Linked DNA regions of Mus musculus: regions 2, 3, 4 and 5 are each linked to region 1. The links are chromatin contacts, called in public promoter capture Hi-C maps. All regions are on one chromosome and are shown on one strand. The core of a region is the stretch at or near the end of the contact, and the rest is flanking DNA. Distances in the headings are between cores, read along the strand shown. Region 1 holds the start of Snrnp40 (small nuclear ribonucleoprotein 40 (U5)). Region 2 holds the start of Ptpru (protein tyrosine phosphatase, receptor type, U). Region 3 holds the start of 1700086P04Rik (a long non-coding RNA gene). Region 4 holds the start of Ak2 (adenylate kinase 2). Region 5 holds the start of Zbtb8os (zinc finger and BTB domain containing 8 opposite strand).

Region 1 (2,700 bases), core at 1-2,500:
TCTTATCTTTCTCCAATCTCATCACACCATTAAGCCTGAGGGATCAAGTCCTCTTTTGCACCACATTCTGGAGGAGAGAGAAAACTATCGCTGGCTTCCTATTAATTTTAAAGTAAAAGCTTCAACTTCCTGCAAATCTTCATGACTTCCAGGTTCATCCCATACCATATTCACTTTAAGCTAGCGCTCTCGCTCTCGCTCTCTCTCTCCCCCCACACCGGCTCTTTGTGTCTCCCTCATCTTTCCGACTGATAGAACCTGCTGTTCTGTGCAGAACGTTCTCCCTTCCTCTCTTCCCCTAATTAGAACCGTCCCATCAGATAGGAACCGCTCAGATGTCTTTTCCTTTAAAAAGCCTTCAAGTTTATATTAGTAACTCACAGCAAGAGGCATCGCTTGTTTAGGTAGTCTTCCGATCAAATGGTTTTTGTTTAACATCAAATTTGTTTAACACGTTTCCCACACTCTGGGGTAGAGGACCATATTTCTTCAGAATGACCCCCAAACGCACTGCACAATAAATATCATTTGGACCACTTTCGAGAAGACCTGGCACGCAAGCATGATTGTTCGATTTCTCAACTAAACTGTGCTTCGGAAGAACCATCTGATACTTTCCTCATCACTGGCTGTCTCGGGGACATAAATTAAAGCCCTTTTAAAAAGACGGCTAAATCAGTGACAACTAAGTCCGCCGCCTCAGCCAAGTCCGGCACTGAAGCCTGGAGGCCAGGACTCGGGCCAGCACAGAGCTAGACGCAGAATTGGCATCCTGCAGAGCAGCTGTCAAGGGATAGCCGTCTGAGGGTTCGAGTCCTGGAGCCAGAGATGCCAAAGCTCCGCTCCAGCCTACCAAGGGACTTCTCTTTCCGGCGACACCTCCTGCCACCCCATGCTGCTAAGGCTGATAGCTGAAAAGGGCAGGCTCAGGCCTATCACCACCTCGCACCTTCCAGATTGGAACAGCCACCCGCCTGATTCCCCACACACTCACTCCGCGTCCGCGCCTAGCAGGACAGCCGCTTCATAGCTAGGAACGCCAAACCTGCTCCGCTCGTTCTCACCCACGATGCACTGCGCGCCCGAGGGGGCGGGGGAGAACGCCAGCTCCGCGACCCAATCCCAGAGTCGCCTTCTCGTGACGTCATCAGAATGGGACCAATCACAAGAGTGTATTCAGAGGGCTTTCCAGAAGGAAATGTTAGAAGCCAATTGGTTGCTCCTCTCCGGAAGTTCTGGAGGAAGAACTCAGTTGGAACCAATTGCGCGGCGCCTCCGGTCGGCGGCGCGGTTAGTGGCGGCGCCGAGGAGAGTGGCTGCCGCCATGATCGAGCAGCAGAAGCGTAAGGGCCCGGAGCTACCCCTGGTTCCCGTCAAGCGGCCGCGACATGAGTTGCTGTTGGGAGCGGCAGGAGCCGGCCCCGGAGCGGGGCCGCAGCAGGCGACTCCAGGGGCATTGCTGCAGGCGGTAAGTGGGGAGTCATCCCGCCTTTGGCCCTCCGCCCCTCTTCCTACGGATGATGTCGCCTCTGAGGGAACGGAAAGACAGTGAGCCTGAAGTTAAAATAGGCTTCTGTGAAGGTGCCTGGTGTTCTCTGTGTGGTTCATACGTGTTTCCCTAGTAGACGCCTGTTTTCAGCCCTTCAGTGGCATTGAATCATTTAAAACCTTGGCCTCAAAATCAAGACCCAAGCTTCCGCATCCTAAATCTTCAGGGGTTTAGCATAAAAGAAACATTCAGGAAAGTTTGCAGAGTGGACGAATGAATGAGAGGGGAGGCAATGGAAATGAATGATAGCTCGCTTTACTACCTGGTAGAACTTTTTTCTTTCTCTGCATTTATAATTGTAATTAACACTCGTTGGATGTTATCTTGGATGTTTTGCGTGTGAAATTTCCATTAACCATGGTACCTGACTGAAAGAAGCTGTTACTTTGCAAATGGGGAAGGCAAACTTTTTTGTATCCAGAAGATCCATGGCTCCAAGCCAGTGTAGGCTATTTATTATGGCAAAGTCCTGTTGAAAGAGAGAAGAGAAGAGATCTGTGTAACTATGATCTTTTTTTTTACCTTCTTGTTAAAACTGTTTTTATGTCATCTGACATCACTGCAGGTAGAGCTTAATTTAGTATTCCTGGTTTTTGTCTTTGAACCAAGGATTGGTTATTAATCCAGTAGCCAGGGGAATCATGGAAATATTAAGTCACATGGTATACTCTGCTGAAAACATTATGTTGGCTTTCTATTGTGCGTTTTTTTAAAAATCAAATTCTCTGTAATAATCCCCTCCTTACCTTGTTCATCTACCAGTTTTCTGGCATGTCACTTGGCTCAAGACACCGACTTATAATGTTCTTTCTTTCCTTGGTGCTTTTGCTGGAATGTTCTTTTAAATGCCCACATGGTCAGCTGTTTGCTCTTTCAAATCTTTGCTCAGACACCAGGTTTTCAGAGGGGCTTTCCTGACCACTGTGTTTCAAGTTGGAGTGTCCTGTAATCTGGAACCCATACTGTTTCTTCCCATGGCACTCAGCACTGGGTGGCTCTGTGTGCCTTTCTCTCACTTTCCACTAGAATGCAAGGTCTACTGTTTTACTGAGTGCTGTTTTAGGCGTGTGTGTGTGAGTGTGTGTGTGTGTGTGAGTGTGAGTGTGTGTGTGTGTGTTTCATATGTGGGGAGGGGGAACTCAGTGGCCAGA
Region 2 (2,700 bases), core at 106-2,605, 1.5 Mb after region 1:
ACACACACGTCCGCACGCGCGTGCCCGACTGGCCGGGAGGCCGCACAAAGTTGCAAAGCAGACGCAGGCAGCGTCCCCGGGGACCGCGGCGTCCCCAACGCCTCTGACGAGCTACGATGGGGACGCTGTCCCGAGGCCTCCAGCCAGGCCCTGCGGGGGCCCCGACGCCGCAGCCCCGCCCGCAACCGGGTGCGCCCCACGGCCCTCCCCATCCCGGGCGCCCCGCGGCCCTGGCGCCTCCTCGGATCAGCCGCCAGCCAGCGCCGCTCGGAACTTGCGAAACAACAAACCGCCCGAAATGTCGGAGTCGGCGGCTACAGCCACGTCTCTCCCCGTTCCTTCCCTCGCCAGCCGCAGGGCCGCCCCAGCCTCCGGGGGACGCCGCCGCGACAACTTGTTCCGGCCGGGTGCGCCACGCACACGCGCGCGCGCGATCACACATACACTCACATATGCACACACACATGCACACACACCCTCGGGTCCCGGCCACACTCGACCACGGCCTAGGAGCACCCCAAGCTCGCAGCGTCCCTAGCCACGAAACCATCGCTCACCGACACACTCACATCCACTCCAGACACGCTCCCCCATACGTATTCCCCGCATCCCTGACATTCACACGGACCCACACAGCATCGTACACCCCAAATACTCCCACAGGGTCACTCGTGGGCACAGAGCTCACACAGGTTCCGACCCGGTTCCCACGACTGCACACACACACACACACACACACACCACACACACTCGGGCCCACACTTGGGCACAATCCACCGAGTCCTCACAGCACAGGCATAAACAAACACGCGGGTTTTCAAACGCACCAGCAACAAACAGTACTCCCGCCTAGGGAATACAAAAAAAAAAGCCAACAAATGCAACACAGGATCAGACGCAACTCTAGCCAAGCCACTGAAACTCAGATACACAACCCACTTGGCAGCGTGGACAAACATGAGCCAGCGCACACCCGGTGCTCCACGCAGGCGACACTCACACCAGCACACTCGCATCCGCGGTACACACTCAACCTCAGTTTGCACACAAACTACAGACACAGCGGCCACAGAAGCTTGGAGCACTCCGACACCAGCGACAAGCCATCCCCGGCCCCCCGGGCACTCGCGGGATAAGCTTGGAGGGACCGCGCGCGCTTACCTGCGGGAGTCTCGGTCTCAGGCGCGCAGAACTGGAAGGTGAGCGCCAGGACCAGAGCCTGAGCCCGGGCCATGGCCGCCGCCTAGGTCCTGGAGACCCGCAGCTGGGGAGGCGACGCCTCCGGAGCCCGACCGGGAGCCCAAGGCGAGCGGGAGCCGTAGTGGAGCAGTGCCGCGCGGAGCGGGACTGGCGCCGAGTCCAGAGCGGGAGCCCGAACGAGCGGGGCGCTGACGTCAGGCCCCCGGGCGCGAGTTCCGCGGTCTCGAGGCGTCCCCTGCTGGTGGTGTCGCGCGCTGCGGCCCGGTTCCCTGGGCCCGCCGGCCTTGGCGTGCCCATCCCCCACTCTCGCACCCCGTCGACAAGATCCATCGGCCGGTGCCGGTGTTCAGGTCGGCACTCTCAACGCATCCGTTGCCCACGGCTGAGACTGTAACCCAGGAACCCTTGGCTCCTCTGTTCCCTCAGTTGCTTAAGTTTTTCCTACCTTGACTACTCTGAACATAAACTCCCAGCTCCCTCCAATGACAGAGCACTCTTCATCTACCTGAAACGTTGTTGGGCCTTTGGAATGTTGCCGTTTACTTTCAGTAATATGAAATTCACTTCTCTCTTACTGACGCTCGTGCCTCTACAGTAGCCTCCGGCTACTCGGAGTAAGTAGATTTGGAACTCTGCCCCGTCCAAGTTTTTGCACAACCACCAGCATAGTTGTCAGTGGCTACTTAAGACCAGGTGCCATGTGTGCCTCTCTCTGGGACTCTGTTCATCTTCACTATTGCCCTAGGGGACACACACCATTCTAATGCCATTACACAGTTGAGAAAGTTGAGATCATAGAGCGTGACTTTTTCAAGATTATGTGTCAGTATGAGGCGACACCAAGATCTGAATCAAGGTTGTCTGGTTCGAAATGTGTAAACAAACGAACAAAAACCGACTCACATCTGGAAACCCATTTGCTTCTCAAATACTGAATAGATATGGGCTTGTTGGTTCAGTGATGACTGTAGACTACCGAGGAGATTAAAAAACAAAGGCTTGATCTCCGGGAGCTAGAGAGACGGCTCAGTGGTTAGGTGCGTGCACGCGGCTCTTGCAAAGGGCTCAGGATGGATCCCCAGCACCCTTGTCCAACCACCTGTAACTGCGCATCAGACCAGCACTTCTGGCCGTGTATATTTATAAAATATAAAATTATATTTTAAATATAATTTAAATATTTTTTAAAATCCCCACCCTCATGAAGCTTACATTCAGGAGGAAGATGCAGGAGAGGGTGGGGGGGGGGGTTGGAACCTACAGTAGGGAAAGTGGATCGCTGCACTTCTAAACAGACTGCCTGCTATGTGATGGACTTGGTATATATCCCCCATGTTTAGAATGTGTGTCCCCCTAGGGAAGCTTTTTCCCCCGGGGCCTGGTATCCCGCATACTCGATGAGTAATGAATGAGCGGGTAACTGATAGATGAGTACTTACAGAGAGGGCCCTTGCTCTCACGAAGACTTCATGCCGCAGATAAATAAATACATATGGAACT
Region 3 (2,700 bases), core at 10-2,509, 1.3 Mb before region 1:
AACAAATTGTCTTGGCATCTATGACATCACACCTGCTTGATCATCTATGACATCATACCTTCTTAGGCCACTAGACCCTGTTCTTAGTTTTCATTACCGGACATTTCTTCCAATGGGCTTCGTTTGCTGTGTTGTTGTAATCTCAAAAGTTTAAAGAGTTGCGGATCTGGTTTTAAGTATTGGCCAGGAAAAAAAAATCAAACAACTTACTATGTTCACATATCTGTTCCTACATTGCACGATCCCCACCCCCATCTCCTTAAGGCATGCTAGACAAGTGAATCACTGTAAGCCTTCACTGCCATTCCTTATTAATAACAAGACACTGTTTTTATCTTTAAAGAAAGATGCATCAAGATGATTGTTTTAACCAATGAGATTCAAGCAAAACTGGGCAGAACTTCCTAAGCAGTCTTCTTAAAATAAGACATTTTTCTTCCCACCGTTTGGAATATGGCAGAATGAGGTGAGCTTAAGACAGAAGCTTGAACTGTCGATCTTCGGACATATTTTTCATGGAAAGAAAATTCTCTATCATAAGCCTCCCTCTCTCATTTCTCTAAGCCAAAATCTAATCCTGACCTGGCTTTGCTGCTGTTGAAGGTATTTGCTTTTCTCATCACCAAGCCTAAGGGTCTTTTGTTAGAGGAACTGGGGAAGGGGGACTGAAAGAAACCATTTCTAGAAGCGAAATTGTTGGGCCTCTTTCTACCAACAGTGACTAACCAGAGTACCTGAGAGATACAGCTTAGGAGTAAGTTCACTAGTTGACAGAAAACAGCAAATGCTAGAATGAAAACTCTGGACTCATTCTTGAAGATAGGGGAGCCTGCCTGTCTTATCTAGAAGTGCGGCTCACTTTGAGGATCTTCAATGAGTGACTATATTCCTTACCACTTAATGGCTAGCATCAACAGAAATGTTGGGCGGTGGATCGGCGGGAATCACTACCAGATCAACGCTCGTCTTCTTTTTACAGACGAAATGAAGGCATCCTCATTGAAAAGAAGACCCCTGACTCCTGGACAAGGAACGGAGGGTGGAGCCTGTGCAAAATATGGCTGCGCCGGACCACCTGACCGCAGAAGGCGGGGCTTCGCCGCAGCCTGCAGGCCCCGCCCTCCAGGCCCCGCCCAGCTCCTCTCGCGGGGCCGCGCGGGTTGTGAGGTGTCTGAGGCCGGCGCCTGCGCAGTTGCCCGCGGCGCGCGGGGCGGAGGCTTTATAACCACTTCGTAGCGGCTGGTCGGCTTCTGTCTCTGGGAGGACTGCCGAGGCGGTGGCGGCGGCGGCGGCGGCCGGGGCGCCGGCTGGGAGGGGGCGCTGAGGCGGGAGCTACGGCGGCGCTGGGCGCCCCTGGCTCCTCAGCCTCTGCGGGCCATGGGCTCCGAGAAGGACTCCGAGTCGCCGCGCTCCACCTCGCTCCATGCGGCCGCCCCCGACCCTAAGTGCCGCAGCGGCGGCCGGCGCCGGCGCCTCACCTTCCACAGCGTCTTCTCCGCCTCGGCCCGCGGCCGCCGCGCCCGGACCAAGCCTCAGGCCGAACCGCCGCCCCCGGCTGCGCCGCCGCCGCCGCCGCCGCCCGCTCCGGCCCCGGTTGAGGCTCAGGCCCCGCCGGTGGAAGCTCTGCCCTCCGAGCCCGCTGCCGAGGCTGAGGCGGAGGCCGTGGCTGCCGGGCCGGAGGAGGACGAGGCGGCGGAGGGCGGCGGCGCGGAGGAGGTGGAGTGCCCGCTGTGCCTGGTGCGCCTGCCGCCCGAGCGGGCCCCGCGCCTCCTCAGCTGCCCGCATCGCTCGTGCCGGGACTGCCTCCGCCACTACCTGCGCCTGGAGATCAGCGAGAGCCGCGTGCCCATCAGCTGCCCCGAGTGCAGCGAGCGGCTCAACCCACACGACATCCGTCTGCTGCTGGCCGACCCGCCGCTCATGCACAAGTACGAAGAGTTCATGCTGCGCCGGTACCTGGCCTCGGACCCCGACTGCCGCTGGTGTCCGGCCCCTGACTGCGGGTGAGCGCGGGGGCGTGGCCGCGGGGGTCGTCCCGGGTGCAACGGGTGTCACACACCTTGAGGGAGGAGAGGATGGTGCCCAGCAGGAGGTAGAGGACGGACGATCACGAGTAACCGACCCTCAGACCAGCCTTGCAACCGGTCTGATGGCACTCAGCACCCTATACCTACTTGCTTGAGGTGGCTTGAGGTGGTGGCTGAGTGCTAAGAGAAGGGAACTGTCCATTAAGTCAGAATATCCGGGTGAGCAGGGGTTTTTTTTGTTTTGTTTTGTTTTCTTTCTCTTTGCCCAGGAAGGGAGAGGTGTGTGTATGTGCGTGTTATCGTAATGATTGAGAAGGAATATTTGTTATAGGAGAGAGAATGAAAATGTCCTACTGAAGGGGCCGCGCTTCCGAGGGGTGTGTCCATATGGCTAGGGGCGCACTTAGCAGCAGCATTGCAGAAGGCGTGTTCTTCCACACAACCGCTGCTGAAAGTTGAGATGCAGATGATGAGAGAAGGCAGCTCACTAACAGCTCTAGGGGCACCCTGGGCACTGCGTGCTGTGCTAAGCCACTGGCAGGCACCTTGTGGTTCCTAACGTGCTGCCGAGGGCAAAGTCACAACAGACTTTTTGACCAGAAAAATCAATAGGGCTCAGAGGCGGTGTCTACCCAGAAGTTGATCTGGTGTGAGAAAATGTGTTTGCCTACCT
Region 4 (2,700 bases), core at 78-2,577, 1.4 Mb before region 1:
CCCCTTAGTTCACAGTGTTACTTGTAATCCTGTGACCATGTAATTATATAGTGATCAGCTCTTACTTCCGCTTCCGGTCTTAAAAAGGACACAATAAACCCCTGCTTCCTTCAAGGCCACTAAGAGAACCCAACCAGATCAAGCTGGCTCCCATGAAAATCCAGGATGAGCAAGAAGTATGAATGTTAGTTTCTCTTTTTTCATTTGAATTTATTTCTTATTTTCTGTGTGTGAACATATATGTACGCGCAGATATGTGTACCACAGCACACATGTGGAGCTCGGTGGACAACCTGTGGGAGTTGGTTCTCTTCTTTCTTTCATTGGGGGTGGGGTCTTGTTAATCAAACGCAGGTCCTCAGAGTTTGGTGGCAAGTGTCTATACTAGCTGAGCCATCTGGCTAGCTGGTTAACATCATTTACCACTAGGGTGTAGAAAATGGTTGCACTGTGCCTGTGGGGCAAGAATGGTTTCCTAATCACACTTGCACTTACAGTTGAGAAAGGCTCCTTTGGGACAGGATGAAACTTTGACACACCTAAAAGCTGGCGACATCATTGCCTTGTTCAAGACAGGCTCATCTCTCTGGATAAAAACTGTCTTTCTGCTGACTTAAAAGTCAGGAAGGTTGTCTGTGTTCATATATGCATATGTGTTTTATTTTTACAGTCCTGGGGATTGAGCCCAAAACTTCTGTCTCTGTACTATAGCCAGCCCCAGCTATCTTCATTTTCATTTTGGGACAAGGTCTCATTAAACTGCCCAGGCTGGCCTTGAATTCACCGTCGTGGCCTTGACAAGCTTTAAATGTGATCTTCCCAAATAGCCAAAGTTATGGTGCTGTTCAATGGGGGTGTTCTGGAGGGAGAGGGTGTCAGATTACAAACTTGTTGGAATTTACTTAACCAATCTTATTATTAGACATCAACATCTTTGTCAGGAACTCATTACATATTCCTTGTTTCTGCCTTTGAATTCTTGGAAGTGGAATTACTGGTCCAAAGGTTACGTTATTGCCAATTTGTTTCCTGGGAGTGATTTTACCCACTTACACTCTCACAGGCAATTTTACGGGGCTCAAACAGAGACTCTGGAGTTATTAACTGTCAAAGGCCAAACTAGAACTTCACCCGCTCCAGGCTTCCTTCTCGTTTTTCCCGCCCACTCCATACACCAGCCGAGAGCCGCACGCGCTCTGTTGCCCCAGCTCTTCCCAGGCTGGCCCGCCTCTTCCTCGTTCCCAATTCTGCCCAATCGGAAACAGAATTTTCTTAGTCTCGTCGTACGATTGGTAAATGAAAGTGCCCGTCAAGTTCGGGGGCGGGTAGAGAGGGTTGACGGATGCGGCGAGCGACCAGTGTGAGCCCGGAGTAGGATGTACGCTGGCCTGGAAGCGCTAGACCTGTGAGGTGTGCGGCTGGCTGTTGGAGTGAAGCTTTGGAAGACATGGCTCCCAACGTGTTGGCTTCCGAACCGGAGATTCCGAAGGGCATCCGGGCCGTGTTGCTGGGGCCGCCCGGGGCTGGCAAGGGGACGCAGGTGAGTGTCGGTTCCGTGTCGGGCGGTGGAGCCCGAGAAGCTACAAGGTCAGGGCGGTCGGAGAGCCGGAAGCTCCTTTCCCGCCCCGGAGCTGGGTGGTGAGCCCTGGCCTGCAGGGACCCTCGCGGGGTCTCCAGTTGTGGCGCGGTGTTTAGGGGAGGGTCCCAGTCGCAGTAAGGGGGAGGCTGGGTGGAGGTTCTTGGGGGAACCCAGGATCGTGTTAGGGCATCCAGGGACTGTTACTTGAAAATTGTGAAAGGCAGGGCGATCCCCCAGGCTGAAGCTCTGGATCACAGGCCCGAATGGGAGAAAGCTTTGTGACCAAGTCGCCCTCGGAGTTGAGAGCGTATTGCCCTGAGTCAGGGATAATTTCTAGGCATAAGGGGGTGAAACTTTTAATTTTTTTAATGGCTAATGATTAGGGGTACTAAGAAGTCTCCACGTGGGGCAGAGTGGTTACTGGTGTATGCCTATCGAGGCGTTCTGCCAAGAGTGAGGCATGAGCCGCGGGAGCCACCAGTGTTGTTGGGGGTGGGGGGATGGGAGAAAACCTTTCCAGCTGGCCAGAAAACTGGAGGTGAATGTATAGATTCGGTTCATAAGCCACGGGCATCATGGGGGGTTGTGAGTGGGGCAGGGAGTGCTCATGGAGCAGCATGAGATGGCTCTGATGGTTGTAATTGAGCAATTGAGGGCCGCTAACGTGCTAGATCAACAGGTAAGAAAACAGGTGTAGAGGTCCAGTGACTTTTCAAAGTTAGTGAAATCGGTTTCACAGAGGCCTCAAGGATTGCCTTCTGCCCCACTGCAGAGCCTCCCTTGCTTGGCATCTGGGCCATAGATCAGGGCTGGGATTTATGCTGGCACGTAGGGCTTGGAAGCTCATATGGTGGGCCGTTGGTGTCACTTTCTTGCCCAGCCTTTGGCCACAACCACCCACCCCTCAACTCTACCTCCCCATCAGACCCCAAGCTTTGATGATCACTATGCTCTAAAGAGGGAATTCTTTCAAGGTTGCGTTCCCAAGCAAATGAGTGCTGTCCTCCCTCTTCACAGCACTGCTGAGTTTATTGTTATGTTTTTAAAGATACCTCCCCTCTGTCTCCCTCCGTCTCCCTCCCTCCTTCTCTCTCTCTCTGTCACACATAAGGTGGGAGAGT
Region 5 (2,700 bases), core at 119-2,618, 1.0 Mb before region 1:
ACTCCTCGTTGATCACCCGTTCTTCCACTGCGTCGTCAAAGGCCGCTAAAATGTTTTTAAAAGACAAATCAAGTTAGCGAACGTAAACGGAAAGGGCACAAACCTCTCCAAGCCACCGGCGTAGCGCCCGGATTTTGACAACGAAATGGAGATTCATCTTAATCTCCCAGGTCGCGGGCACCAACGCCACTCTCGGCCGCGGCGGGCCGGAAGTCCTGGGGCCACCCCAGCCGGACACTCCGTTACTCCTTCGGGGGCCGATGGTGTCCAACCCCGAACGAAGCACGGTGGCGCGCGCCAAGTCCGCCAAACCCGGGGAGGAGACCTGCGCATCGAGCCTGGGGATGGAGAGCGGCGCCCCGAGTCTCGGCAGGCAGAGGGACCGGCAGGGAGCCTCGTAGTCGCCTAGGCCGGAGACCTGGCGTCGCCTCGCATCCGCTCCGGAGGAGCTGCTGCGCCGTTAGCCCGCCCCGCCGGGGAGCTCAGTCCTCAGGCCGGCGTCGCTGGGACGAGGCTCGCCAGAGTCGGGCCTGCTCTCCGTCTCAGGCCGCGTAACAGGCCACGACACAGCCCTACAAGCCAGCACCGTCCCTTCCGAGCCGGCCTCGGCACACTCACCTTCCTTGTCAGCCATGGCGGCAGGAGAGCCGGGAGGGGTTGGGGGATCCCGGGGTCGTGCGTTGCAGGAGGGGCGGGGAGGCTACGAGCGCTCCACTCCGCGCGCGCGGCCTCTATTGTTTCCTGCGGCCCGTGCGTAGGGGGCCGGCTCGCGTGCCTTCGCGCCAACACCGACCAATGAGAAAGCGCGGGTCTGAGGGGTGGGCGGAGCATCCGCCTCGCGGCCTATGGAGACGCTCGAGAGTCGTTTTCTCCAGAGTCCCGAGGCGCGCGCGCTCCGCCCCTTCTCTCTCCCCCACCCCCCACCACAGTCCGGAGACTTCCACGGATTGCGCGCGCGCCCCGCCTGCCGGGATGAGGCCCGTGCAGATCACGTGACATACACCCTACACGCTCATGCGCAGCCATCTTCTTAGCAGGCCGTTATGCTGACAACTCCCTCAGGGTAGCGAAAGAATTTGGAAGTGTTTCCGGGTCTGGTTAGCAACTCGGAGGGCCAGACGAGGAGAAAACGCATCACCGTTTAGACTTACAGGTGCCTAATTCAAGGTGGCGTCTTTTAACTGACTCCCTCGGTACTAATAGTGATGAGTGCAGGAAATAAGATGCTGGTCTCTAAAACATGTTATAAAAGCGGCAGGACCGAGCCTGGCAGCCCGGCAGCCCGGCAGCCGCAAGCGGGTATATCCTTCCGCGAGCTTGCAGAATGGAGTCCTGGTCCTTTTAGACCCGCTGCCAAGGGGGTGGGGTGTAGAGCGGAAGTTATGGCGCGGGGCCGAAGTCTGGCTGATGAAGGGCGGAAGTAAGAGTACCAACTCCGCAATCATGGCTCAAGAGGAGGAAGATGTTAGAGATTACAATTTGACGGAGGAACAGAAGGCGACCAAGGACAAGTATCCTCCAGTCAATCGAAAATATGAATGTGAGTAGGTGGCCCACATCTCTTGCATTCGGACAACCTGCGGCTTCCTGCTTCGCCCACTTCTTTGCCCTAAAGGTGCTCTGGCGTGATCACAGTGTGCCCCTCTTTGGACCCAATTTAGGGGGAAAGTGAAGAAAAAGATCACCTTACTAGAGAATGAAGAAACCCGAGGCCGTATCCCCTGCCCCCATCCATTCTAAAAGTCCATGTGTGCCTGAATCACACTTACCTTTGGGGATAGAGTTAAATGGTGTGGCGCTGGTCCAACATTTATCATTGTAAATTATACTTGTGCATTAGTTGTATTTTTAAGTGATTTCTGGGTTGTCCTCGAGTTTCTCCCAGTAGGGAATAGTGTGACCAGGTTAGAGTAATCAAGACATACCTTTTTCTGTGCGTGCGTGCGTGCGTACGTGTGTGTCCACAGCCCAAGATTGGATCTTATTACGTACTGCAACTTTTGCATCACGTTAAATTTTTTTGAAAGATAAAAATTTAGCCGGGGGCTGGTGAGATGACTCAGTGGGTAAGAGCACCCGACTGCTCTTCCGAAGGTCAGGAGTTCAAATCCCAGCAACCACATGGTGGCTCACAACAAGATCTGACTCCCTCTTCTGGAGTGTCTGAGGACAGCTACAGTGTATTTACATATAATAAATAAATAAATATTTAAAAAAAAAATTTAGCCGGGTAGTGGTGGCGCACGCCTTTAATCCCAGCACTTGGGAGGCAGAGGCAGGCGGATTTCTAAGTTCGAGGCCAGCCTGGTCTGCATAGTGAGTTCCAGGACAGCTAGAGCTACAGAGTAAGGCCCTGTCTCAGAAATAAAGAAATTTCTTATGTCTTTAATGGACATCCTAGACTAGTAGTCTACCCCTGAGCTATAATGGCTTCTGCCCTACAGTAGTCTTTGAGTATAGGGTTCCTGAGATTAAAAAATTTGAGAACCACCCTATATAGCAATGTATCATCTTTTTTAAAAAGTTGAAAGAATTGAGTATAATTTACCTATGCCCCAGTAAAGTGTTAAGTACTTTCCTTTTTGTGTGTGTGACAGGATTTCACTCTAACCCTCACTGACCTGGAACTCACTAGGTGATTCCCTGGTGCTGGAATCACAGACATGGTCCACCACACCTGGCCCAGATTATTATTGTTGC

Evidence for each region. Promoter capture Hi-C pulls out the DNA fragments that hold promoters and counts their contacts.
Region 2: a contact with region 1 is called in a promoter capture Hi-C map of pre-B cells, with 5 times the contacts expected there. The contact joins the promoter of Ptpru here to the promoter of Snrnp40 in region 1. A contact is called at or near these places in 5 of 39 promoter capture datasets (3T3-L1-derived adipocytes, hippocampal neurons, liver and 1 more), 2 of 115 datasets of contacts at active chromatin or transcription factors (astrocytes and large pre-B cells) and 1 of 9 other capture datasets (adipose tissue).
Region 3: a contact with region 1 is called in a promoter capture Hi-C map of liver, with 4 times the contacts expected there. The contact joins the promoter of 1700086P04Rik here to the promoter of Snrnp40 in region 1. A contact is called at or near these places in 2 of 39 promoter capture datasets (liver and pre-B cells) and 1 of 484 Hi-C or Micro-C datasets (B cells).
Region 4: a promoter capture Hi-C map of pre-B cells shows a contact between it and region 1, with 3 times the contacts expected there. The contact joins the promoter of Ak2 here to the promoter of Snrnp40 in region 1. A contact is called at or near these places in 2 of 39 promoter capture datasets (liver and pre-B cells).
Region 5: a contact with region 1 is called in a promoter capture Hi-C map of pre-B cells, with 4 times the contacts expected there. The contact joins the promoter of Zbtb8os here to the promoter of Snrnp40 in region 1. A contact is called at or near these places in 3 of 39 promoter capture datasets (liver and pre-B cells).

The regions. Positions count from the first base shown.
Region 1 is chr4:130,358,882-130,361,581 of GRCm38.p6, forward strand. It overlaps Snrnp40 (small nuclear ribonucleoprotein 40 (U5)), which reads left to right and starts at 1,251. Exons shown (of 10, transcript NM_025645.2): 1 at 1,251-1,468. The coding sequence starts at 1,325. Zcchc17 (zinc finger, CCHC domain containing 17) reads right to left here and starts at 1,111. Exons shown (of 8, transcript NM_153160.5): 1 at 995-1,111.
Region 2 is chr4:131,836,923-131,839,622 of GRCm38.p6, forward strand. Ptpru (protein tyrosine phosphatase, receptor type, U) reads right to left here and starts at 1,356. Exons shown (of 31, transcript NM_001083119.2): 1 at 1,162-1,356. The coding sequence starts at 1,234.
Region 3 is chr4:129,056,894-129,059,593 of GRCm38.p6, forward strand. It overlaps 1700086P04Rik (a long non-coding RNA gene), which reads right to left and starts at 1,260. Exons shown (of 2, transcript XR_868180.3): 1 at 895-1,260. Rnf19b (ring finger protein 19B) reads left to right here and starts at 1,251. Exons shown (of 9, transcript NM_029219.2): 1 at 1,251-2,003. The coding sequence starts at 1,378.
Region 4 is chr4:128,991,897-128,994,596 of GRCm38.p6, forward strand. Ak2 (adenylate kinase 2) reads left to right here and starts at 1,328. Exons shown (of 7, transcript NM_016895.4): 1 at 1,328-1,540. The coding sequence starts at 1,448.
Region 5 is chr4:129,334,600-129,337,299 of GRCm38.p6, forward strand. It overlaps Zbtb8os (zinc finger and BTB domain containing 8 opposite strand), which reads left to right and starts at 1,369. Exons shown (of 7, transcript NM_025970.4): 1 at 1,369-1,540. The coding sequence starts at 1,444. Rbbp4 (retinoblastoma binding protein 4, chromatin remodeling factor) reads right to left here and starts at 771. Exons shown (of 12, transcript NM_009030.3): 1 at 619-771; 2 at 1-45. The coding sequence starts at 634.